Linked DNA regions of Mus musculus: region 1 is linked to region 2. Evidence: chromatin contacts called from public capture Hi-C data. All regions are on one chromosome and are shown on one strand. The core of a region is the stretch at or near the end of the contact, and the rest is flanking DNA. Distances in the headings are between cores, read along the strand shown.

What was found. Capture Hi-C pulls out chosen DNA fragments and counts their contacts.
Region 1: a contact with region 2 is called in a capture Hi-C map of embryonic stem cells, with 4 times the contacts expected there. The contact joins two enhancer-like sites. A contact is called at or near these places in 7 of 484 Hi-C or Micro-C datasets (bone marrow-derived macrophages, cardiomyocytes, cortical glia and 4 more) and 2 of 9 other capture datasets (embryonic stem cells and liver).

Annotation. Positions count from the first base shown.
Region 1 is chr11:83,773,526-83,778,219 of GRCm38.p6, reverse strand. Heatr6 (HEAT repeat containing 6) reads right to left here. Exons shown (of 20, transcript NM_145432.3): 13 at 4,228-4,350; 14 at 3,712-3,798; 15 at 2,385-2,519; 16 at 1,484-1,606; 17 at 858-982. Among named protein-coding and RNA genes, the nearest start is that of Heatr6, 22 kb to the right of the region's middle. Within about 2 kb of position 2,174, at least 7 of the 459 cell types and tissues checked have an H3K27ac peak or open chromatin away from gene starts, as enhancers often do. A contact at or near this core is called in embryonic stem cells, where this site is marked.
Region 2 is chr11:83,337,050-83,341,788 of GRCm38.p6, reverse strand. Ap2b1 (adaptor-related protein complex 2, beta 1 subunit) reads right to left here. Exons shown (of 22, transcript NM_001035854.2): 10 at 2,361-2,476; 11 at 350-515. Among named protein-coding and RNA genes, the nearest start is that of Gm23951, 28 kb to the left of the region's middle. Within about 2 kb of position 2,583, at least 5 of the 459 cell types and tissues checked have an H3K27ac peak or open chromatin away from gene starts, as enhancers often do. A contact at or near this core is called in embryonic stem cells, where this site is marked.

The sequences.
Region 1 (4,694 bases), core at 925-3,424, 440 kb before region 2:
TATACTGCATACCCCTTAGTACTGTTCAAAATCTTTTGACCTGTGAATAAATTCCACACACATACATATATATGTATACACACACACACACACACACACACACACATACACACACACATATATATATATATATTTAAAATTTATTTATTTTTCTTCCTCCAATGGAGTGTCCTGGGTATATCAACTACACTCCAGGGCAGGCTCCTGTTTTTTGAGGGAGGAAGGGAGGGATAGGGGAAGAAAGAAGGGGAGAGAGAAGGAGAGGGAGAGAGATCGATCGAATATGAAGTTGGATGGGTAGGAGGGTGGGAGGATCTGAGAGGAGTTAAAATATATGTAAAAATATTTAATAAAACAAATCCAAAAAACCCCCTCTGCATCCTAAGAACAGAGCAACTGTTACAAAGGTTTTGGATTCCTACTGTGACATTTTCTACAATGTGGGTATACACTTACAATAGCACATGGTATTGTTGAAGATATATATACTGTAATAGAGTAATATGTATTCTTTTTTAAATTTTTTTTTTTTTCTGAGTCAGGGTTTCTCTGTACAGCCCTGGCTGTCCTGGAACTCACTCTGTAGACCAGGCTGGCCTCGAACTCAGAAATCCGCCTGCCTCTGCCTCCCAAGTGCTGGGATTAAAGGCATGTGCCACCACTGCCCAGCATATGTACTCTTAATACATTAAAATAAACTACTGGGTTTATTGCTTAGAGGAATATTAAAACAAAGTAGCAAAAACGCCCGCATAATATGAGGGGATTCTTGCCAATTCTTTCGCAGTAGGGATGAAAGACACCTTTTAGGGATTCTGAAAAAGATGCCACTCAGGGAAAACAGCTGAGTCACTTACATGTTGACAATCAGAGTATCTGTCAGGTTGCCCAGGGACCAGGCTGCTTTGGCGCGCACGTTTAGTGACTTATCTTGAAGTGACATCAATATAGCATTTGCTGTGTCTGCAACAAATATGACGTCCTGTACAACAAACCAGGCTACATTACTAAGGAGTTTACACTGCTGCCTCTGAACCTTACAGCTTATTTTCACAGAAAGCTTTAGGCCTTTACGGTAATTTTGATTTTGATTTAAAAAGTTTGCTATGGAGCCAGTGTGAGCCTGGGACCGTCACCTGTGCGTTCAGTGCTTGGGCTGACTGCCACCTCCCTCAACAACGTCCTGACAGTGAAAGTAGTTCCCAAAAGCACCGTTTCTCAGTCATTACTTCCATGTGGTAACTTCCTCTTTTTCATCCTTAGACAATTATTCACTAATTAAACATTTGCTGCACACTACAGTCCCAGGCAGTGTGTTGAACAATTAGCAAAGGAAGCGCAGGTGCTGTGCAGCGAAATAGCACCTGAGGAAATCTGACCACATAACAGGCTAATTTCTTTCACTGTCAGCGCAGAAGCCTCACGCCCACAAACGGTATAGGTGCCGAGGAACTGGGGGAGGGCACGCCAGGCTTCCTCTTACCTGTCTGAGGCACGGGAAAAGCACGTAGACTCCAAGGGCCCTGGAGGTGGCGGCTTTCACTAGATGGTTCTTGCTGTCATTCAGGCCGAGCAACACTGTAATGCACAAAATCTGCTTGTCGTTCTGCAACGAGAAGGTTTGAAACAGGGAAAGTGAGAAGGAAGAACAGTGAGCCAGTCTTCCAGGAGCAGCTGTGGGGAGAGCGCCTGTGCAGGGTTCAATCCCCACTGCGACCTGCAGCGGACTCCTGTAAAGGGCAGGTGCCTGACACCGGGGCAGGTGTGTGAGCAGGGATTCTGGGTAAGGCGCACGCAGAGCATCTTATCACACTGCACCTTTCAATGACGTGAACAAGTTCATTTAATCCTTCTGCCTCATTACCTGCCTCCCTTATAAAAGCTAATTTACATAACTAAGAACAGTTAAAAAGCCACTGAGGAATGAACAGGAGCAGCCAAAATCAGACAAAGGATCCTCACCCAGGGCGATGGATCAGGTATGGGCTGGGTGAAGACCCCAGGTGGAGGCCTCTTAACAAGGATTTTTAACAGTCACCTCTCATCTGACTCCTCTGATAAACGGATGATACAAAGCTTTAAAGAAATTCAAGGAGCCAAAGAGCTGGAGGAATGGCTGGGATGTGGACCCAAGACTTTCATCTCAGGACACGACATGCTTGTGAAATCCGCCCTCAGAGCTGTGCTGCCCACACCCACACCCTCTAGGGCCCAGGAGGCCAGGCTTTCCTGGAGGAGCAACACTTCACTGTTCTCGCCACAAACTCAACAGAAACAGCTTCTTTATTAAAGAGAGGAGGCTGAAAAGGTTTCAGAACAGAGAATCACGCTGGTGCCCTGATGCCCAGGGCATGGTCAAGGAGTGAGGGTCCGTGGCAGGTTACCGGCAGACTGCTGAAGGCCTCTGGCAAGATGGAGGACAGGGCATCACAGGCGCTCGCCTGGAGAGTCGGGTGCTCTGCAGACTGCAGGGCTCGGGGCAAAGGACCACTCAGCATCGCAGTCCAGAACACCACCACCTGGAATACAGCAAGTTAGAACCAGAGGTGATTTCCTGTAAACCTGCTTCCCACCTTAATTTGTAAAATAAAGGAGAGCTGATGATTGGGCAGATAAAAGGGAAGGTGGAGTGGAAGGAGAGAGAGAGAGAGAGAGAGAGAGAGAGAGAGAGAGAGAGAGAGAGAGAGAGAGAGAGAGAGAGAGAAAATGGAAGTGGGAGAGGATGCAGAGGAGGAGGAAGAAGAAAAGCAGAGCAGAAGCACATGGCCTGGAGAATCCGAAAGTTCTAAGGGGTCTCAATAAATGTGGAAGATGGCAGTGTAGCAGTAGATCCGCCCAAACTAGGCGTACAGCATGTATTCATATTGAGTTGTGTTTTCACTGCAGGGGCATATTTGGGTGGAGATTTACTGCAAAAAGTGGCTAATGTGGGACCTGTGAAGCCATGCCCTCTAGATGCAGCCTTGCAGATGAGAAGAGTTTGGCTGAAGTGGTAGCTTTTTATAAGTGTTTTCACTGTTCATCTTCCAAAGTAATGGAAACAACTTCTGAAATAACCAGCCACATCCAGTAGGACACTACAGTGTAACTGAGTTGACAGAAATAGTGACAATGATGGTGGTGGTGGTGATAGAGAGCAGAGGTAGTAGCTACAGGGTTAATCAACAGTAGCCGCTTATAGTTCAACAGGGGTAAGAAGTCCTGGGGCAGATGAGATGGTTCAGTGTGTAAAGGCACTTGCTGTGCAAGCTGGTGACCTGAGTACAATCTCTGGAACCCAAATAAAAGTGGCCATAGAGAACCAACTCCACAAACTATCTTTTACTCTCCACATGTAGACATTAGCACACATGCCATATCCCAGTAATAATAAATTCTGGTGTGCTTATTCCACAACCGGAACACCATAGATTTGTTCTGAATTTTATCTGTTATTAGTGTGCACATGTATGACCTTTGTGGCCACATCTGTCATGGTGCACATGGGGATGTCAGAGGAAAACTTGGTGGAATTGGTTCCTTATGTGGGCTCCAGAGATCACACTCAGACTGTCAGGTGTGCAGCCTTGGGCGGCAAGCATCCTTCCCGCAGCGCCATTTCACTGGCGCACCATAGTTTTCAACACTGGAGGAAATGACATCACCTGCTCCGCTTCATTACTGAGCCCAGTAGAACAGAGGAGAAGACACGGGGGCTGGAGGTGGGCTTACCAGGTGGACTGGCACTCTCTGTTCAGGCGCTATGTTGGAATCTGGCTTGTACTGCTGTATCAAGCCTGCACCCAGTTCTTCCAGGAGCTGCCAAGATACAAGAAATGACGGTCAGAGCAGAGACTCGGTTCTACGGAGGCCGCAAATACCCTGCTTCAGTCTGCATCATCTCAAATCAACAGCAAAAGTAGTTTCTCTTCCTTCCTTTTCCTTTTTGTTTGTTTCTTTCAGACAGGGTCTCATTATGTAGCCCTGGCTGGCCTCGAACTTGTGAGATCCAATGACTTTTGCCTCTCTCATGCTGGAGTTAAAAGGCGTGCACACAACATAGGAAAAGTAATTTCTAACTGGTTTTTCTTTTCTCAGCGACTCTGACAGAGCTCTTCTTTCAAGGAGCAAAGCTGACACCTTATGCTCAGCTAACTCTCTGCAGACGAGTCAGGAGAGGGACGTGCCCCTCCTCACCTGAAACCTGGGAAACCACAGAAGCATACGTGTCACTTGTAGCGAGATTACCTTCACGCCGTGGAGCTGAATGGATGGGTTTGCCTCACACATGCACTTACAGATCACCTCGCCCAGCTCCATCAAGTACAACTGAGCCGTTGAAAAATAGCCCCTCGCCAGGTGAGCCAAAACCTACAGAGAACAGGCGACTGATTAGCTAAAGGCGGGCAAGGCTGCACGATCCAGAAGGGTTCCCACAATTCTGCAAGCACTCACAGCTAACACGGACTGTAAGTCTGAGGCCGAGCAGCCGTTACCTAGCTATGGCTGGCATCAGCTCTGTGACACTTTATTGGTCTGCGATGTCTCACTCAAGACTCAGAAGCCTTTGATGTAGATTTTTTTTGGAATTTATAGCTGGAAGAACAGAGCTGGAAGGGTAAAGGGTGTATTTGGTGTCCTCAGAGGATCCATGCAGGCCGGAACTGAGCTATAATGGCTACTATTGGCATCAACTTGACTACATCTAGAACTAA
Region 2 (4,739 bases), core at 1,334-3,833:
GTAATCATCCTTAAGTGACAGAAAATAAGACCCTGATTACTGCTCAACATCACTGCAGGGAAGTTCGCTCTCTTCTGGAGCAGCACCGCAGCAGGTGGGAACTGACTGTGCAGGTGCTTCTCGCTCTGTGTCTCCTCAGCCCCCAAATGTTCCAATGCCCATCATAGTCTATGACCACTGCTCTAAGCGCTGCAGCTTTGTTATCTAGAAAACAGTGCTGACCAAAACGATCATCCCTTTTGAGACGAAGAAACCATGACAAACAAACATACACAAAAAACTAGCTAACATTTCACCTTCTCAGCTCTTGTTCTGAAGAGATCTAGAGCACGGGATGGAAGAGACTTACCTGGGTGCTTTCGTCATGAAAACCTTCCAGGAAACTCTCTAGTAATTCATCTGCGTTATCGATTCTTTCAGCATATTCTCCTACAATCCAAATCATAGCTGCTCGGGCATCGGGTTCATCCAGGGAGTCCAAGTTTTCACAGAGGGTGGCAATAATACTTTCATACCTGTTGTAACAAATGGACTAGTTACTAAGGCCAAAACTAAGAACTGTATTTAACAGTAGAAGCTAAAGTAAAAAAACCATACACAAGGGATTCCAAGCTGCAAAGGTTTTTAGTCAACAGAATGTAGTAAGTCAAAATTGCATGGCTTAAATTTTTCTTCAAATATGCTTTAAAATATTTTTTATGTACAATTTTATAAATTTGCATATATGAGTGTTTAGCTTGCATGTACGTGTGTGTATCACATGAAGGCCTGGTACTTGCAGAGGTCAGAAGGCAGTGTTGGATCCCCTGGGAGTGGAGTTACAGATGACTGTGAACCACTGTTCTTCAATTATGGTTTGTTGTGTTGAGACAGGGACTCTCTATGTAGACCTTGCTGTCCTATGATTCACTCTGTAGACCAGGCTGGCCTTGAACTCACAGAGATCATCTGCCTCTGCCTCCTGAGTGATGGGACTAAAGGTGTGTGCCACCAAAGCCAGTTCAATTATGTTTTAGTAACTAAGCTTTAAACTTGTACAAGAGCTCATGAGACAGACATGTTCACGAGGGAATAAATTAACCTGTGGTATAAGAAAATACCATTATCTTGTGTTTAAAAATCAACCTTTCTTATAACTACGTATTCACCTTGCTGAATCTATACGTCCTTTACTAACATAACTTAAAATTTTATTTTTATTACTGAAGACTGAACCTAGGATCCAACACATACCAGGCAAACTCTTTCCTATGAGCAGTATTCTCAGCCTACTGCTCTCCTCTTGTTTAAAGCAGGGTCTTGCTAGGTTGCAAGGGTTGGCTTGAGCTTGTCCATGTCCTGTCTTGGCCTCCTGAATAGCTGAGATTATAGGCCCATGCCATCAGATCTAGCTGGCTAATGTGATTTTCAACATTAGACTGAAACAGAATATATTAATGTGGATAACTAGTATACTAGGCCAAGTATCTGCCCTATTCCTACTTATTAAACCAGACTCTGACTATTTTCTTGAAATTAAACTGTCATAACCCCTTATTTACACAAGTTTTACACATTTCTCTATTGATCTTTTTTTTTTCCTTAACCTGTAACAAAACAGTTTAGAAACTTGATCCTTCACTTTTGGAGGGAGTTGAGTAAAAGGTGGTGGTCCTCTTTCTAAAAATAACACTTCTCAAGACAAAACAAAAAAAAAATCTCACAAAAACCCAAATCCTGCACTAATTCTGGACTGCAGGTCTCAGAATCAAAGTATTTTGTTTTATGAACTAAGAGCCCCAGTAAAAACTTTGTGATGTAAATGATCCCTGTGGGAGCAGCCCCAGTGTGTCAGCAGAGGCCAGGGGAGTAACTTATTGAATGCACTCTGCTGCTCCCACAAGGCAGTGGGGCCCCATGCTGAGCAAACAGCATGGCGGCTGGAAAAGTTATTCTGAGAGGAGGAAGGACACAATCATTGGTCTGCATGGAGCGAGTGTATCAAGACACCTAGGGATAAATAGGCTTCCTGTGTAATGGTAACTCTGACACAACAAACAATCTTATGTGTTTGATGTAGTCTATGCCAAGTATATACTTAAGCTAAGCCTCATTTCTACAAAAATAATGAACAGCTGCTATGGTGGCTCATGCCTGTAATCCCAGCACATGGGGCCAACTTAAAACTCCATTCCCATATTTAAACGAGAAGTTTTAGTGTCTGTTTGATACCCACTATGTATCTCTGACTTCATTAAAAAAAAATCTACTATGACCAGTTATATATGGAATAATAATTCTTACCGAGTCAATTTCAAAGTGCCTTACTTATACGTTTCCCAAATGATCTGAGAAAGAAGATTACATGAATTTTGACATACTTGTTGGGGTATTTTCGGAAGATGTCCCTGATGACAACAATTGCCTCTTGGACCACATAATTTACTTTGGTCTGGATTAGATCAAGCAGTGTGCTTACACAGCGTTCTGCTGATTGCTAGGGAAAGAAACATCAACACTTAAGTTAATCCAATAACACTATCTCAACACAGAAAAGGAAACATACAAGTACACTGCCTGAGTCAGACAGGCACTGACTCTGCTAAAGCTACTAGAGGCTAAATGATACAATGTATATCAGCATTAACAATTCTAGGAATATACCAGATTTTATTCATTAGCAAACACATTGAAAACAGTTTTGGGTTTGGTTTTGTGTGTTTTGCTAGGAGCAAACCTCGGGCCTCCCACTGGCTAGTCAAGAGCTCTGCACTGAGCAAGCGATCTCTATCTTCCACATAACTCTGTTAAACGAGTGAACAGTAACCTGGACAATGGGGAAAACATTAAGAAAACCAAACAAACAAAAGCCAGGAGAGTAGAAGGAAAGGAAGGTAACTGAAGAACACATCAACACTGGGGATCCTTACTGGAATTCTTAAGTGAACAGACACTGAATAGGGTGTTTTTGGTGTTTCTTTACTGGCCTCTCCCTTCCTCCCACCCTCCCCTCTCCTTTCCTTCCCTCTCCTTTTCTTCCTTCCCTCTCTCCCTCTCTCTCTAGGAAGTAGGTAGGGGGTGTGTATGTGTGCGTGCTCTCTCTCTCTCTCTCTCTCTCTCTCTCTCTCTCTGATGTGGTTTCTGAAAACTGGGCTCTGGTTCTCATGACAGATCAGCAAATACTCTTAACCATTGAGCCATCTCTCTGGCCTCCAGCACAGCGTGTATCTAAACCTAGGAATTTTGTTTGGACTTACAATTTTTTTTTCATTTATCTATGGCTCAAAATATTCTAAGAGATTTTGTTTATTGTTTTTTGTTTTTTGTTGTTGTTGTTGTTTTTAGACAGGGCTTTTCTTTTTCTTTTCTTTTCTTTCTTTCTTTTTTTTTTTTTTTAAGACAGGGTTTCTCTATTTAGCCCTGGCTGTCCTAGAACTCACTTTGTAGACCAGGCTGGCCTCGAACTCAAAAATCTGCCTGCCTCTGCCTCCCAAGTGCTGGGATTAAAGGCGTGCGCCACCACACCCGGCTCTAGACAGGGCTTTTCTGTAAAGTCCTGGCTGCCCTAGAACTTTCTCTGTAGACCAACCAGGCTGACTTTGAACTCTGAGATCTGCCTGCCTCTTGCTCCCAAGTGCTGGGATTAAAGGCATGTGCCACCACATCTGGCTCCCATTCATCTTTTATTAATTGAATATATACTACAAACTGATAAAATAGATTTCTTGATACTGTGATTTTTTTTTTTTTTTAAGGATAGGATTGTGAGAAAAGTTCCCAAAACTTAATGGCAAGTCTGAACAATTATCCCTCTGAACTATTACAGGTCATTAAATTGTGTGCCTCTTGTCACAATTCAAAAGGAACCACACAACATCATCTAAAACTTTTGACTGTCACAAGCCTCCAGATTTAGTCATCTAAAGGGGACAGAGGTATGAGGTCCAATCTAGACTCTGGGAAAGTCTATTAAGTCTAAAAAGCAATCAATAAGTGGTACTGTATTAGGGCCAGCCAGATGGATCATCAGATAAACGCACTAGCCACCAGGCCTAATGACCTGAGACTGATCTCCAGGAGCCTCATGGTGGAAGGAGAGAATCAATTCCTACAAACTGTCCTCTGACCTCCACATATGGACCTTGGCTCATGCTGCCGCCTTGAACAATAAATATATAAAATAATAAATAAATAGGTAGCATCAAAAAAAAATGAAAATCAAAACAAAATACAATACCTAAGAACACATATTAACCAAAAGCTATGTACAGAAAAGAAAACAAAATAAAAGCCAGGCGTAGAGGCTCATGTCTGGAATCCCACATTTGGGAGACTGAGGCCCAGGGAATGTGAGTTTAGGGCTAGCCTGGGCTATATAGTAAGACTCTGTCTTAAAAAGTAAAACCAATGAGCACCCCAAAATGCTTGGGGGGCAGGGGGTATGCTGAAAAGATAAAAATCTATAACTAAGAAATCAATAAATAATAACAAAATTATTTATGGATATGGAAGTATCAAAATAATCTAATACAAAAGAGTTAAAAGCCATCCTTTTGGCAAGTGGATCTAGGTAAAGAAGGGAAGGAAGCAGGGGCAGTGATGTTTTGTTAAAAATTCTTTAATCTGAGCCTGAGAAGGCTTAGGGATTAAGAGCGATGGCTGCTCTTCCAGAGGACATGGATTAGAGTCCCAGCACCCACATGGTGGTCCATAATCTACCATCTGAATTCTAGTTCCAGGGGGTACGAAAACCCCTTCTG